Regions from separate parts of the Mus musculus genome. Here regions 2 and 3 are each linked to region 1. Evidence: chromatin contacts called from public Hi-C and promoter capture Hi-C data. All regions are on one chromosome and are shown on one strand. Each heading gives the region's core, a stretch centred on a gene start, on an enhancer-like site or on the middle of the called end of the contact. The rest is flanking DNA. Distances are from core to core; before and after follow the strand shown. Region 1 overlaps Srd5a2 (steroid 5 alpha-reductase 2). Region 2 holds the start of Ehd3 (EH-domain containing 3). Region 3 has its middle 71 kb from the start of Ehd3.

Region 1 (4,488 bases), core at 665-3,164:
TGGTGTGGCCACCAGTAAGGACACCATGCTCTTGTAAATAATTCCTTACCAAGGACCCTGTAACCAACTCTAATGAGGCTCCCTTCGTCATGAAAGGTAAGTCAGTAGGGCTAACAGGAGGGCTCAGCAGTCAAAAGCACTTGTTGCACTTCTAGAGAACCCGGAATTTGGTTCCCAGCACACATGTCCAGAGGTTTGTAAATCCTTGCCGAATTACTCAGCTCCAGTATCTGATGCCGTCTTCTGAGTGTCCACACACACATATGCATACAAACACACACACACACACCACGTAAATTAAAGTATACCTTTGAAAATAAGATAAAAACATGTAAGAGCAAGAGGAAAACAAAATAGAAATAAAAGATGCATATAGTAAAAACACATTATAAATTATGAAAATGCCACGAGGCTCATTATTGTGTCTAACTAGACACCTGCTTACAACAAATAAAATTTACAAAAAGCATGGACAACGTTAACTTCAGAGAATCGGCAGCATCTCTTGAAAATATCCCTTCCAGGAGTTTGGGGATGCAACTACTACTATGGATCTCATTTTGCCCTCTAAAAGGTAGGTTGCAGTCCTAGCTCCCAATGCCTGAAGATACAGTCTTATTTTGGACCAACAGTCATGGCATATGTAATGAATTGGAATAGCTCATACTGATGCAGGATGGACCCTTAATCCCACAGATCTGCAAAGAGACATGAAGGAGATATAGGATGAGAAGGTCACAGGAACACTGGTAGAGATTGGAATGAGTCTACCCCAGCCATGGAGAACTAAGAACAGTGAGTCTCCACCAGAACTGAACAGAAAGAAGCAAGGAAGCAAGCCATTCCAGAGAGCACAGCCCTGCCTATCCCTTAAGGCCAAACCTCTGGTCTCCAGAATTCTGAGAAGATAGATATTTTTCCCCTTGCTCTAAGCCATGCAGCTGAGGTCCTTTCCTGTGACAGCCTGAGGAAATTAATGCTGACCAAGTTGTCCTCTTAACTGGTTGAAACTAATGGCCCTCGAGGCATAATAAAGACAAAATGCACTCTGCTAAAGTGCTTTGGGTTTGAACTGGAAGACAAAAGTGATCACGCGTGCCAGAAGAGCCCGGTCTGCCCTGCTTTGGTTTGAAAAGACCCTGTGTGCTCCATCTCCCCCGCCAACGCCTGCCATTGCTTCAGGAGCACCGTCACAAAGCCCTCTTAGTCCTAGTAAAAGAGACACCCCTGGCTCTCCCTCCGGGAGGAATATAACCAGACAGCCTCAATTTGATTTTGACATTGCACCAGCTGGAAACTCCTGGTGGAAATATTGACGGAGAACTCTGTCTATGCTCTTCAGAGACGCTCCATGTACCAGGCAATGCCCCGACTTCTGTCATTCGTTTACTGCCTCTGATGGACAGCAGGTTCTCCTGAAGTGGGCTGTTGCCATGTCTCTCAAAGGCTGTGAACCTTGAAACCCTGTCCCTTTCGAGACAGGAAGTTGTAGGATTAGGTCACAGGAGAAACTGCTGCTTTGCCTATTTCCAAACTGGCCTCAGTTTCTATTCAAAAGGAGCTTGTGCCTCATTTAATCCTAAAAGCTATTAGAAAAATCATTAGCCAGACAAAAACACTGAGGCGAGGCAGAAACACCAAGGAGAAAGATTAAGATGCGCTCAGCTCAGTCCTTTAATCCATGTGTTCCTTCTTGGTCTCTAGGCATTCATCTTTCTATAAAAGTTACTTGAAAGTAAGCAGGTGACGTCCTATCACCTCCTACCTTGAGAGGGACAGGGTTTCAATGATCCCTAGCCCCTCTCTACCCCTGGATTAACGATTTGTTAGACCAACCCTCCAAGGGGGTGGGGTGAGGGTAGGGGTGTGGCATAATGGGACCTTAACTGCCTGCAGTTCCAACATGTACCAGCAGATGGAGCACTCGGAGCTCATCTGCTTTCCTTGCTTGGTGATGGCTGGCAATGGTCTCATCCCTGGAGAACAGACACATCAAGAAATACAGTGGAAGAGAATTGAACTGAAACGTGACATTTCTTTCACCTCTTAACCCACTATCTGAAGTTTCCAGCCAGGTGGTAATAAATCTTATTTGGAGACGAATACTTCTATGTAGATGCAACGACCTTGTGACACTATTAACTGTCAACCTGACCCTTAGGGGGTAGTCTGGTCACACCTGTGAGGGACTGTTTCTATTAAGGATAGCCTCAGAGAAATTCCTGTGAAGGGTTGTCCTGATTAAGTCCATTGATGTAGGAAGACCCGTCTTAATTTTGGCAAGGCTTATTTCCCTCGTGAGGGACCCTGGACTGTCTAAATGAAGAGGGGCAAACAGAGCATATATGGTATGTATGCATTGATTTGTTTTGCTTTCTACTTTTGACTATAAAGGCAATGTGACCGGCTGCTTCAAGTTCCAGCCACCTTGACGTGCATAGCCCGGAAGATGGAGCCAAACGGGCCCTTTCTTTCTTACGTTGTTTCGTTGTAAAACACTATCAGATCAACAGGAAACAAAACTAAGACAGACCTCTCTGTTAAAGGTTTACCTGTGGTGGTAAAAAGCTTGCATCCCCAGGAAACAAAGTGTGAAAAATGCAAAAGCAAAGGCTGGAACAGACCAAGTGGCCAAAGCGTAGCCCATCCATTCAATAATCTCGCCCAGGAAATTGGCTCCAGACACATACGTAAACAAGCCACCTGTGTGCAGAAGAATCAAAAAAAGACAGCACTCAGAACAGCGTTACCGTGACACTGCATCCCTGTGTCTCATTCCAAAATGCACAAAGACAGGCAAAGGAACGTAAAGCCAGCATTCAGAGGAAGCTTTGCAGAGACGCAGGGAAACTAGCCCCTTGTCTGGAGAATGTTCTGGAATCCTGAGGAGTGGCCCTATCTCCCTGAGGGGCTTCCTGCCCGTTTCTTTACAAGGGACCACCAGCTTCAAGCAAGACAAGCAAGAGGTGCCGAAGACCTGCTTTTTGTCTCGTTTCATGAAAGGACTTCTTCAGGCAGCTTCTTCCTAAGACTTTCCTGGCAAGGTCAAATGCCAACCACTAATGGTGCATTCCAGCCCCACAAAGTGAGACTTAACATGTGTGAGTGATGTGATTCTTGTCTGACCCTCTGATTGTCCACTACCCGGCCCCCTACACTATACACTGTTCAAGTTGAAAGCAGTGAATATTTGGCTTGGGAAAACTCAGCTGCTGCTAAGTTACCCCACAAGATATTTCCTCTCTCAGAACTATCTAAAAACCAAGCTATGTCCAATGACATCCAATATACCCACACTCAAACTTTATGAGCCATATTAAACTAGGAAAGCTGTGACCAAAACAGCTTTTCTCCTTCTATAATTACATTACATTGTGCTTTTAAGTCATTCTATCTCGGTCTCATAACTCGGTTAAAACCCTTGGCAGTCTGGTTTTGTAAGAACTGTCTCTGCTTATCTTTACGTAATTATTAAGCCGAAGTTTTAAAGTGTTGCTGTGGTTGGAATGTGAGTGCTGCCCTCAGATTCTTGTGGACACTTTGTCCCCAGCTGGTGAAATGTTTCAGAGGGGTATAGAACCTTTCAGCCATGGGCCCTTGCTGGCAGGTGGAAGGCTATCAGGTATGGACTATAGAAAGAGAAAGACAGCCTGGTTCCTGCCCAAGTTCTCCACTCTCCTAGCTGCTATGGAGATTGAAGCAAGTCACTCCATGTTCCTGCCACCAATGACAAGAACTCCCCTAGTACGACAAGGCTCCCTCGCCTAAGCTTCCTCACTTGGACGCTGTGAGCTGACGTCACTCTGTCCAGTAACTTTGTCCCAGCTGTGCGCAAGCTGGCACAAGGAGCGAGCTTCTTTCTATTGCTTTTTTTTTAAAGATAACACTGTTCCCCTACCGTTCTGCCCATGACACCTTTGACTGTGTGAAGGACCCTTGTCTATTGCAAAGGGTCTGATTAGCCATGAACATCACGAACGGTCTAACTTAGTTCTTCAGATGCCAAGGAGTCGATAATAATTACCCACTAATCACAAAAGCTTTGTCAGTATTAATCAGTAGTTGTCAGTCTACACCAACATCAAATAATCCAGATCACCTTTACTGCAAGCAAGGTCTCTGTTTACATCCAGAAGGAAGGATGGGAACCACTGTCCACTTGGTGTGTCAGTCACCTGGTCTGATTCTTTGCCAAATGTTATTGGTCAGACTCACACTCCTACCTTCTTGGGACTAGGTACAGTTGCAAGTTTTCTGGATCCCCAAAGCGGCACAGTCGTGTGCTGCATGTAGCATGTCCGTCAACAGCAGACTGTACACACCATGGCGAGCCACTTAGACTGTAACAGACCTTGAACATTCGCCACTGAGGAACACCACAGCCATCACAGCGTCAGCACCACATGGTGTCCATGGTGTGAAAGCCCAGGCCCAGTCATTACCATGCCTAAGGACACAAGAGTTCAATCCCCGGTACCCACATTAAAG
Region 2 (4,488 bases), core at 1,119-3,618, 220 kb before region 1:
CTAAAGACTTTACCCACTGACCCATCTCTCCAGTCCTGGGCCTTGAACTTGTGATTCTCCTGCTTCAGCTTTCTTCATTTTTACTAAATCCAAACCTACTAGGTTTTTGTTGTTGTTGTTTGTGTTTTCAGTATCTTGTTTAAGGATATATTCCTGGACTGTAATGACATTCACACATTCTCTACTGCAACTTCTGTGTTTATGAGGTTTCTGAATTTGCTGGCATTTTGACTGTGTCATGATTGTGTTGGTCTATCTCCATGCTAAAACCACATCATGTCACCCACTACAAAAGGCATCCACCTGGGCAGGTCCCATAATATTTGTTTGGTTATTTGTTTCCATCCCTTCCCGCCTCCTGCCTCCCCTCTCCTTCCCCCTTCTTCTAATCCCTCTTGTGGATGGAATATCAAAGCTGTTTGTACACCATAGTTCAATATACAGTTTAGCTCCACCTCATTAATTTTCATAGACAACTCCACCCGAGTCATGAGATGTCTGTGATATTGCCTCCTGGCTTCATACATTGGTGGTAATGTAAAACATGAGTCTGAATGGTTTCTCAGTGCGGACTACAGTGCTCAGAAGAAGATAGTTCACTCTTGGGTTCAACAAGAGTGTCAGGAAACCTGAACTAAGGAAATTTTATTCAGCACCATCTCTAATAGTCCCCACAGAAATCCCACAGTGTCAGCAAACCCCTCCTCTACCTGCCATGCCTACAGGTTTATTCCAAGGGCAACCCATCGTAGCTCAAACAGATCCTCTACCTACTCACTCTGCTCCCTTGCCAACTTCTCCAGTCATTGCATGAGCTTTGCAACTGTCTGGTTCCCAGAAGAAACTCTGAAACCACTCTAAGCTTTGGGTGACCATCCTTTCCTCCTTCACCGCTTATCAGACTGTCGATCCTACTGCCGGAGTCTCCTGACTCTAACCTCCTCTGCTCCCCCACTGCCGCTGTTCCCTGATGTTCTGCAGTTTCCCAGCCTCCACCCCTCCAGACGATGCTCCCAGACTCCCCAGCTCGACCTAGTCCATTAGCTCCTTATCTTGTTGGTGGAAGGGAGGGCAGTGGGAGCCCTCTGCCTTAGGAGAGAGGAAAGGCTTGCCACCTCACTGGTTAGAATCCTTCTAGAACTGTCATTGACTTTGTTCCTTGTTGCTGCCCCACCCTTTGCCACATCTGGCCAATGTCTCATCACTGTTCTTGGCATTGCTGGCAATGGCACGATCTTCCTCAGAGGGGCGCTACAATGTTGCTTCCTGAGATCTCAGCAACCCCTGTGCTTGGTGAGCATTTTGTTACATAGCAATTATTGGTAATGATATTCTTATGGGTTTCCCATTTCTTGTTTGGCTCCTATCTTGGTGTGCACATTCTTCCATGCCTGTTCCCATCATACATTTCACGATCTACCATTTTGGATGTAGCTCTGCCAAAATCTTTACACTGCTCTGGATTGTTTTTAAGAAGGCTTTTTATGTGACCTCAAATGCCTTCCAGTCTTCTCTCAGCTCATCCTTGAAGAGACATCTCACAGCCATGTTTCCTGTAATGCCTTCAAATTGACCACGAAAAAAGCAAAAGATGGTTCTGCTTGCTTGCTTGCTTTTTTTTTTATTCTTATTTTTATTTAATTTAATTTTTTTTTTTTTTTGAGACAGGGTTTCTCTGTGTAGCCCTGGCTATCCTGGAACTCGCTTTGTAGACCAGGCTGGCCTCAAACTCAGAAATTTGCCTGCCTCTTTTCGTGTCTGTTGTAATTCTACCCTGCTACATCTCCTAAAAGGCTCCTCAAAGACTCAGCTTTGTATGTAGTTGTGTCAAATTAGGTCGCTGCCCCTTAGCACTCCCTGCCTGTGTGTGTTTTGCTGGTTTTACCTACCGTATTGAGTGGGAGAGAGGGGGAGGAGAGAAAGAGGAAAGCCGTTTTTGTTTGTTGTTTGTTTTTCACTTCACCTCAGGCCTGGTGAAAAGATAAGTTACTGATTTTTTGGTTATTTTATGTCACTTGTCAGGGGCACCTTCTTTCCATGCCCCAAGGAAAATACAGTAGAATTTTCCCCAAATGGGTCCCAATATTAGTATCCCCAGGGAACTGACCTCAGTAACCAAAGGAACTGAGTCTCAAAACGGTAGAGTAGGTCAAGGCTGTCTTAGTCTCCGTCCTTGAGAGGGCGCTGCTCCCAAGTCAAATCCCCAGGGCTGGGAAAGAAATGCCTGCGCTTTCCCACAGGACTCTGGCAGCAGCTTTTTGCAGATAGAGTCCGCGCGGCCGCAGAGCGCCTGCCCATAGACATGGCGGCGCCCTCCTTGGCTTCGCGTCGCCCTGACCGTGGAGCTGGCCGGGTTTTGCCAGTTCTCGGGGACTTCCTGCACGTCTGGCATTTAAACGCGCGCCGGGGGCGGCGGGATGCTGCTGCGGATGCGGAGCTGTGTGAGCCGCTGCCTACCCGGCGCAGCCTGGGCTCCGCAGTAGCGGAGCTCGAGCATCCTTTAGTCATCTATCTGGGGAGACCTGGAACTCAGGCTTCGGCTTCCCGGCAGGTTTGTCTTTAATTTCCAAGGTTGCAGTTCTCTTGACACAATCCACAGCATCCTTCTCTCCAACCGGGCTGTGGATGAACCTGGGACTGGACTGAATCCAGCAGCTGGGGCAGCCCGGGCCATGGTGCGTCTGAGCCCCGAGCTCTGGTAAGGCAGTAGTGGCGGCGTTGTTCGAGCTAGGCGGGTGCCACTCCCGGGAGCTTCCTCCCAGCTGTCACAATGTTCAGTTGGCTGGGTAACGATGATCGCCGCAAGAAGGACCCTGAGGTCTTCCAGACGGTGAGCGATGGACTCAAAAAACTCTACAAGACCAAGCTGCTGCCTCTGGAAGAGTATTACCGCTTCCACGAGTTCCACTCGCCCGCCCTGGAAGATGCTGATTTCGACAACAAGCCCATGGTCCTGTTGGTGGGCCAGTACTCTACCGGCAAGACCACCTTCATCAGGTGAGCCTCATCTGGGTGCTGAGCCTTCCGGGTGACGTGGAAAGTCTTCCATTAAGGGCTCTGAAGAAATCCCTGTGGGAGGCCTCAAAAGTTGATCCTACTACCGAGTCCCCCATTGATTCCTATATGATGTCCCTCCTCAGTTCTTAGCCCTGGTCATTTTATTAAGAGTCATCCCTGTTGTCTGATCTGGGCACTGAAACTGAGGCACAGAAGGAACCAGACTCCTAATGAAGGTGGGGATACCGTAACCCTCCTTTTGACTAGAATCTCTTATCTCGTGAAGGGCTTGGGATTATCCCGGGGAGCCTTACCTTTGCAGCCGAGTTGTTCTCATGGTCGCGGGCCTGGGGATGGGGGTGAACTGGAGACCCTGGGGTCATTTATTCTTTTACCGTTTTTCCTTCTCTCTGACAGTGCTTTTAGGGCTGTCTCTTAGAGAAGCAGAATACTTTTAATAAGTTTCTTCTTTGAACTTAATAGTTCAATAATAATAATAATAATAATAATAATAATAATAATAATAATAATAATAAAGCAGCTTACAGAAGTAGAGGAGATACTAAGATGCCTCATCTGGCCCTTGACTTTGCAGGTGAGATAGCAGAGGTGATGGGAGGATACGTGATGGTTTAGAGCTGCACAAGATGGAAGCAGCCCTCGGTGCCTGTGAAAAATGTTAGCTACGTGCCTGTAACTTTAACAGGGAGTCTTCCATTCCGTTGAATGATAGATTTTGGGGGCTGCAAGCATTCAGAGAGAAAGTCAGAAAAATCCAATAGCTCTGAAGAACAGGCCTCTCTCAATCTTTACTGCATACAGACTGCAAAGCCAGGCTGCCCTTTTCAAAGGTTGAGGGGTACACATATTCCAAAGGTTGGAGGCTGCTTATGGCCCTTTGGGCTAAGAGGTCACACTCTTACAGGTGCCGTATCCTCCCAGAGTCAAGGGCACCCATCTGCAGAGGGCTTTAAAGCAGCAGTCCTCATATTTCTGGATTGGCATCATGATCTACAGAGCCACGTGCTTTGCTTGTCAAGGAGAGCAGCAGAGTTGACAACCTGGTGACTCATTTTTCAGTTTCTCGTGTCTCCCGCGCTAAGCTTCTGGGAGCCGTGTGTGTACCATGCTAACCTGTCCTGTCTGAGCAGAGCACCAAATCATTTGTCTTTGTGGAGTGGACAGTCTTGGGCTGTCAACTTGACCTGCAGCTTTGCAAGGTCAAATGATTTCTGAAGTGGGGACCTGGGGGTTGTGGCTTATTAACTCTAATATATTTTAAACATGAGACATAAATCCATTGTGGGTTTTTTTTTCACCTTGTTTTTAAAAATCTAAATCACTTTTCTTTTAAAAAAAAAAAAAAGAAAGCTGTAGCACTCTCTTTAGAAAACTCCACGGATACCCTATGTTTACCTGTAGTGTTGAATGGATTTAACTGGGAACACAGAGGGAGAATCTTGGATTCAAAGTCAACCCTTAATTTTATTA
Region 3 (4,488 bases), core at 533-3,032, 140 kb before region 1:
AGTTTATTTGGTTATTCAGAATTCACAAGCTCACATGATGGTATATATAGCCTTATCTCAAATATCCTCCAGAGGGTTGACCCTGAAAGTATGGCATTATGGGAAAACAGTGGAATCTTTTAAGGGGAGGAGCCTAGTTGAAGAGAGTTGATCTTTATCCTGGAAGGATAAGTTGAGATCCTGGTGATAAGTCTTCCTCTACCTCATGTCCCCAAAACATACAGATACTTTGTGGCCACAGGCCCAAATCAACTAGGTACTGAAATTTAGAGCCAAAATTAACCCTTCACCTTTTAAGTTAAGAATCTCAGTTATTTTGTCCCAACAATGGACACTGACAACATTCCACATGAGGAATTTAGCCAGGTTTTCAGGGGACCTGAGGCTATTGCTAGAAGAGAAGGAAGCCATGCAGTGAACATTCTGTGAACATTCGTGGAGGCCTGCGTCTATGAGATTCACTACAAATCCTCATTTATATCACCCTGGACCCTCATTCCTTCACATTGCTGCTCTTCTCCGTGGGTTCTGATAATCTACAGCCAGTTCTTCACTATGGATTCGCAGTGCAGATTTAAAGCTTAAACACTAATAAGTACGTAGACTTGAAGAGGGACAGCTTACTTCTTGTCTTAGTTAGGGCCTCTATTGCTGTGATGAAACATCATGACCAAAAGCAAGTTGGAGGAGTGTGATAGTTTTCAGATGCTCAGCCCAGGGAGTAGTTGGATTAGAAGGTATGGCCCTGTTAGAGTAGGTGTGTCACTGTAGGTGTGGGTTATAAGACTCTCATTCTAGATTCCTGGAAGTCAGTATTCTGCTAGCAGCCTTCGGATGTAGATGTAGAACTCTTAGCTCCTCCTGCACCATGCCTGCCTGGATGCTGCCATGCTCCTGCCTTGGTGATAATGGAATGAACCACTGAATCTGTAAGCCAGCCCCAATTAAACATTGTCCTCTATAAGACTTGCCTTGGTCATGGTGTCTGTTCACAGCAGTAAACCCCTCACTAAGATAAGGGGGAAAGGAATACACTTCTTTACCATAGTCCATCACTGAAGGAAGTGGGGACAAGAACTCAAGCAGGGCAGAAACATCAAGGCAGGAGCTGAAGCAGAAGCCATGAAGGAGTGCTGCTTGCTGAAAGGCGGGAGCTTCAGAGATACAGAGGCCACAGGGGCTGGGGCTGGGGTGCTGCTTACTGGCTTGCTCCTTATGGCTTACTCAGCCTGCTTTCTTATAGAACCCAGGATCACCAGTCCAAGGATAACACCCATCACCATGGACTAGACCTTCCCATGTCAATCACTAATTAAGAAAATGCCTAAAGGCTTGCCTACCACCTGATCTTACGGAGGCGTTTTTTTCTCAGTTGTGGTTTCCTCTTTTCCAGTAACTAGCTTCTATCAAGGTTACATAAAACTAGCCAGCACACTGCTCAAATACAAATAATACCAAAGCTAGAGGAAATGAGTGTGTACACAATCATTCCAAATTGGGCTCAATAGTCAGAGCTCATTAAAGGAATCAGCCCATTTTCCACGGGGAAATACGGAATGGAGGAAGTAGATAAAGATGTTTAAGTGGCCCTGAGTCAGGTTCTGAGTATAGTTATTGTCACTTCTTTCTTTTATTGCCCTGGGGAGAAAGAAACAAAAGCACCTCCCGTTGTATCATAGGCCAAACCTCTTCCTTCAGGATAGCCAGCTCCTCTACCCTGTCCTGTCTCTCAGAGGGTTCTATCAACTCCACCCTCAGGCGCCACACTGGACAAGCACAGCCCACAGAGCTGGTTGAGGTTTCCCTGGTCCTCAGAAATAAGCAGTTAGTAGCCTCCATAGCCCCTATCTCCTTTCCCTTCTTGCCAGAGGGGGCGGTTGACTCACTGCCTCCCCCCTGGGGAAACCACAGAGCGCAGTGGCCGCCAACCACTGGTGGTAAAGCTCCCGGAAAGTTCCTGCAGGTCCCAAATAGCTGCCATGTGTGGACTCCCCGTCTCTTATTGGGTACCACAGTGGGCTTTAACTCATGGGATCCTAACCCAGACGTGTCTCAGGCCTGTGGTGGGGATTCACGCAGATGAGGATGCTGAGGAGAGGAACAGTGTGGTGTTCATCCATCCCCATCACCGCACACCTGAGCTGAGCCTGCTTCACCTGAGCTGAGCCTGCTTCCAGGATGGCTCACTGTACCAACCCCATCCGCGTAGGTGCTGGACCTCTGAGTATCCCAACCTGGGCCTGTGGGTGCCTCTGCTTTACTCCATTTGTATTAACGTGCACAAACACGGCGAGTTCTTAACAGTTTGCAAGGTCTTGACTTGCAAGCCTACACAAAATGGCCTACATTTTTAAACGTGAAGGTTTACTCACATGTAGCAGAATGTGTGGCTGCCTCGTGACTTCTGGTAGAGGCCAAACCTGTAACCCAACCAGCATGCAGAATGTTTCCATCAACCCCCTGTCTCCTTCCTATTCACTCCCCACCCGCCAAAGGAGAGCCCTGAGGAAGAGATGCCGTTCTCAGGGGGGTTCTAGTTTGTTCATGAAGCTGGATGAAGGGAACAGAGGCAGGAACCGGGATCGAGTGGATGCAGGAGAGATACTGTGTCCACCTCCTCTACAACATGGAAGCAAAATAAAACCCCAAAACTCAAAACAATTTATTCGGCTAGTCTGAAGATCAAAACCATATCCTTGCATATGCTAAACAAGTGCTTCACCACCGAGCCACACCCCCAGCGACACGCCTCCATCCCAAAGGAAACTTCCAGAGAAGTTTCCAACAGCTTCTGGAGATGTCTCCCTGGTCACTCCTTTCACCAGCTCAGCAGCCTGTCACTCTCACACCTTGGGCCACCCCCAACCTGATCCCACTGCGGTCAATATCTGGTACAACGATGCCGCTTCCTCCAAGGAGCCCTCCCACAATGCCACAGCCTCAGCACCTCTCCTTTCCTTTGTATGCCAAGGGCCCCACCTAAAGCCTTCAGGAGCCACTGAGTTAAGAACAGAACATGGTGGTTCTACCAAAAGCCCTCTTCTCTGTGAAGGCACGGGGCAATACACTTCCCAGCTATGATTACATCCAGACACCTCTCCCACATTCCTGCTGAGTGTCTGATAACATCCTGCCTCACAGGTCTATAAAAAAAAACAAAAACAAAAAACAAAAAAAAACAACCAACTTTGTTATGTTTACCTCAGTCCTGTTGATGATGTTAAAACAACTTGGGAGCAAGTCAAATGTCAACACTGGGAGAGTTCATTCAATAAACTATGGTTCAATCTATACAAATGGAAAATTACATACCCATTAAAAATAACATCAAGGAAGCATATAAATAGGCACAGAAAGCTGGGGAGACATACTGCCAGGTTTTAAAGGCATCTCGCAAAACATCCAAGTGTGAACAGGTTTCCTCATTGAGAATCGACATTGCCGGACATCATCTTATTCATATGATAGGCTGTGGCTTTGTGTGATTCATGAACACTATGAAATGAAAGTTATCTACGGACAGTAAAAGTGTAAGGGAAGAGCACACACAAGGGTTATGAAGTGTTATGACAGCAATTCCCAGGCAGAACTGACCCCAGTATCCATTTAGCCGGTGGTTGCCCATGTCCCCTTCAGAAGGTCTTTCTCTGTTCAAGAGCTTGCAGGCTCATTGTTTGGAGGCATTGACTGGTTTGTATCTAGAGGACAGGTGGTGGCTTTCTTTGTGCTCCAGGGATTTATTTCTTGTCCCCTGCTCCTTTCCCAAAGAGCCATTCCTCATGCCTCAGCAGGTGTACTCCACCCATTCATAGCAGGCAGGTCAAAGGCTTCTCGGAGACATGTGGGCCCTAGTCCTCTGGATCTGGGCAAGTAGATTTACACAGTGTCACCAAAGTGGCTTTGCAAACGTTATTAAGGTGACTGGCCTTGAGCCTCTTGGGTCCAGTCACATGAGCACAGAACTTTGTCTCTCTGGGGTCAAGAAAGATTCAGCAGAAGTGGTCAGGGAAGCATAATTGAGGCTGTCTCCCATTGTTAGAGGGGCACAGGCAAAGCATGAGGATTCTGAAGGCTCCTAGCAGAAGACTGGCTTCCAGGCAGCTAGGACAAGGGTAGTAAAAGACATGCCCACAGTGACACACCTACTCCAACGAGGCCACACCTCCCTAGACCAAGCATATACAAACCATCACAGGAGGCCAACATCTATATAGCAAACTGGGCATGCCTTGCACATCTGAAACCTCAACTCCAAGTAGTATGTGGGGAACAGGAGGGATCACTGGGACTTGCTGGCTTCCAGCCTAGCTGTAAAAACACGAGCTCCAGATTCTGGGGGAGATGGCTGTCTCAACGGAAAAGATGCAGAGTGATGGAGTTGCATCCAATAGCCTTGTCATAGTAAGTGGTCCTGTATCATTGAAGCTATGCCAATGGGCTCCCCTGCCCTCATATTGCAGCTCGAATGTTGGTATTTGTTCCACCGCA

Evidence for each region. Promoter capture Hi-C pulls out the DNA fragments that hold promoters and counts their contacts. Hi-C and Micro-C count contacts between places; a contact is called where the count stands out from the background.
Region 2: a promoter capture Hi-C map of the 3T3-L1 cell line shows a contact between it and region 1, with 2.6 times the contacts expected there. The contact joins the promoter of Ehd3 here to the enhancer-like site in region 1. A contact is called at or near these places in 4 of 39 promoter capture datasets (the 3T3-L1 cell line, 3T3-L1-derived adipocytes, hippocampal neurons and 1 more) and 1 of 9 other capture datasets (adipose tissue).
Region 3: a Hi-C map of the 63-12 cell line shows a contact between it and region 1, with 4 times the contacts expected there. The contact joins two enhancer-like sites. A contact is called at or near these places in 1 of 15 datasets of contacts at CTCF or cohesin (large pre-B cells), 3 of 484 Hi-C or Micro-C datasets (the 63-12 cell line, the BV-2 cell line and large pre-B cells) and 1 of 9 other capture datasets (embryonic stem cells).

Annotation. Positions count from the first base shown.
Region 1 is chr17:74,018,832-74,023,319 of GRCm38.p6, forward strand. Srd5a2 (steroid 5 alpha-reductase 2) reads right to left here. Exons shown (of 5, transcript NM_053188.3): 4 at 2,553-2,703. Among named protein-coding and RNA genes, the nearest start is that of Gm24475, 20 kb to the left of the region's middle. Within about 2 kb of position 1,915, at least 22 of the 459 cell types and tissues checked have an H3K27ac peak or open chromatin away from gene starts, as enhancers often do. A contact at or near this core is called in the 63-12 cell line, where this site is marked.
Region 2 is chr17:73,802,473-73,806,960 of GRCm38.p6, forward strand. It overlaps Ehd3 (EH-domain containing 3), which reads left to right and starts at 2,369. Exons shown (of 6, transcript NM_020578.3): 1 at 2,369-2,997. The coding sequence starts at 2,771.
Region 3 is chr17:73,874,044-73,878,531 of GRCm38.p6, forward strand. No RefSeq gene overlaps it. Among named protein-coding and RNA genes, the nearest start is that of Ehd3, 71 kb to the left of the region's middle. Within about 2 kb of position 1,783, at least 24 of the 459 cell types and tissues checked have an H3K27ac peak or open chromatin away from gene starts, as enhancers often do. A contact at or near this core is called in the 63-12 cell line, where this site is marked.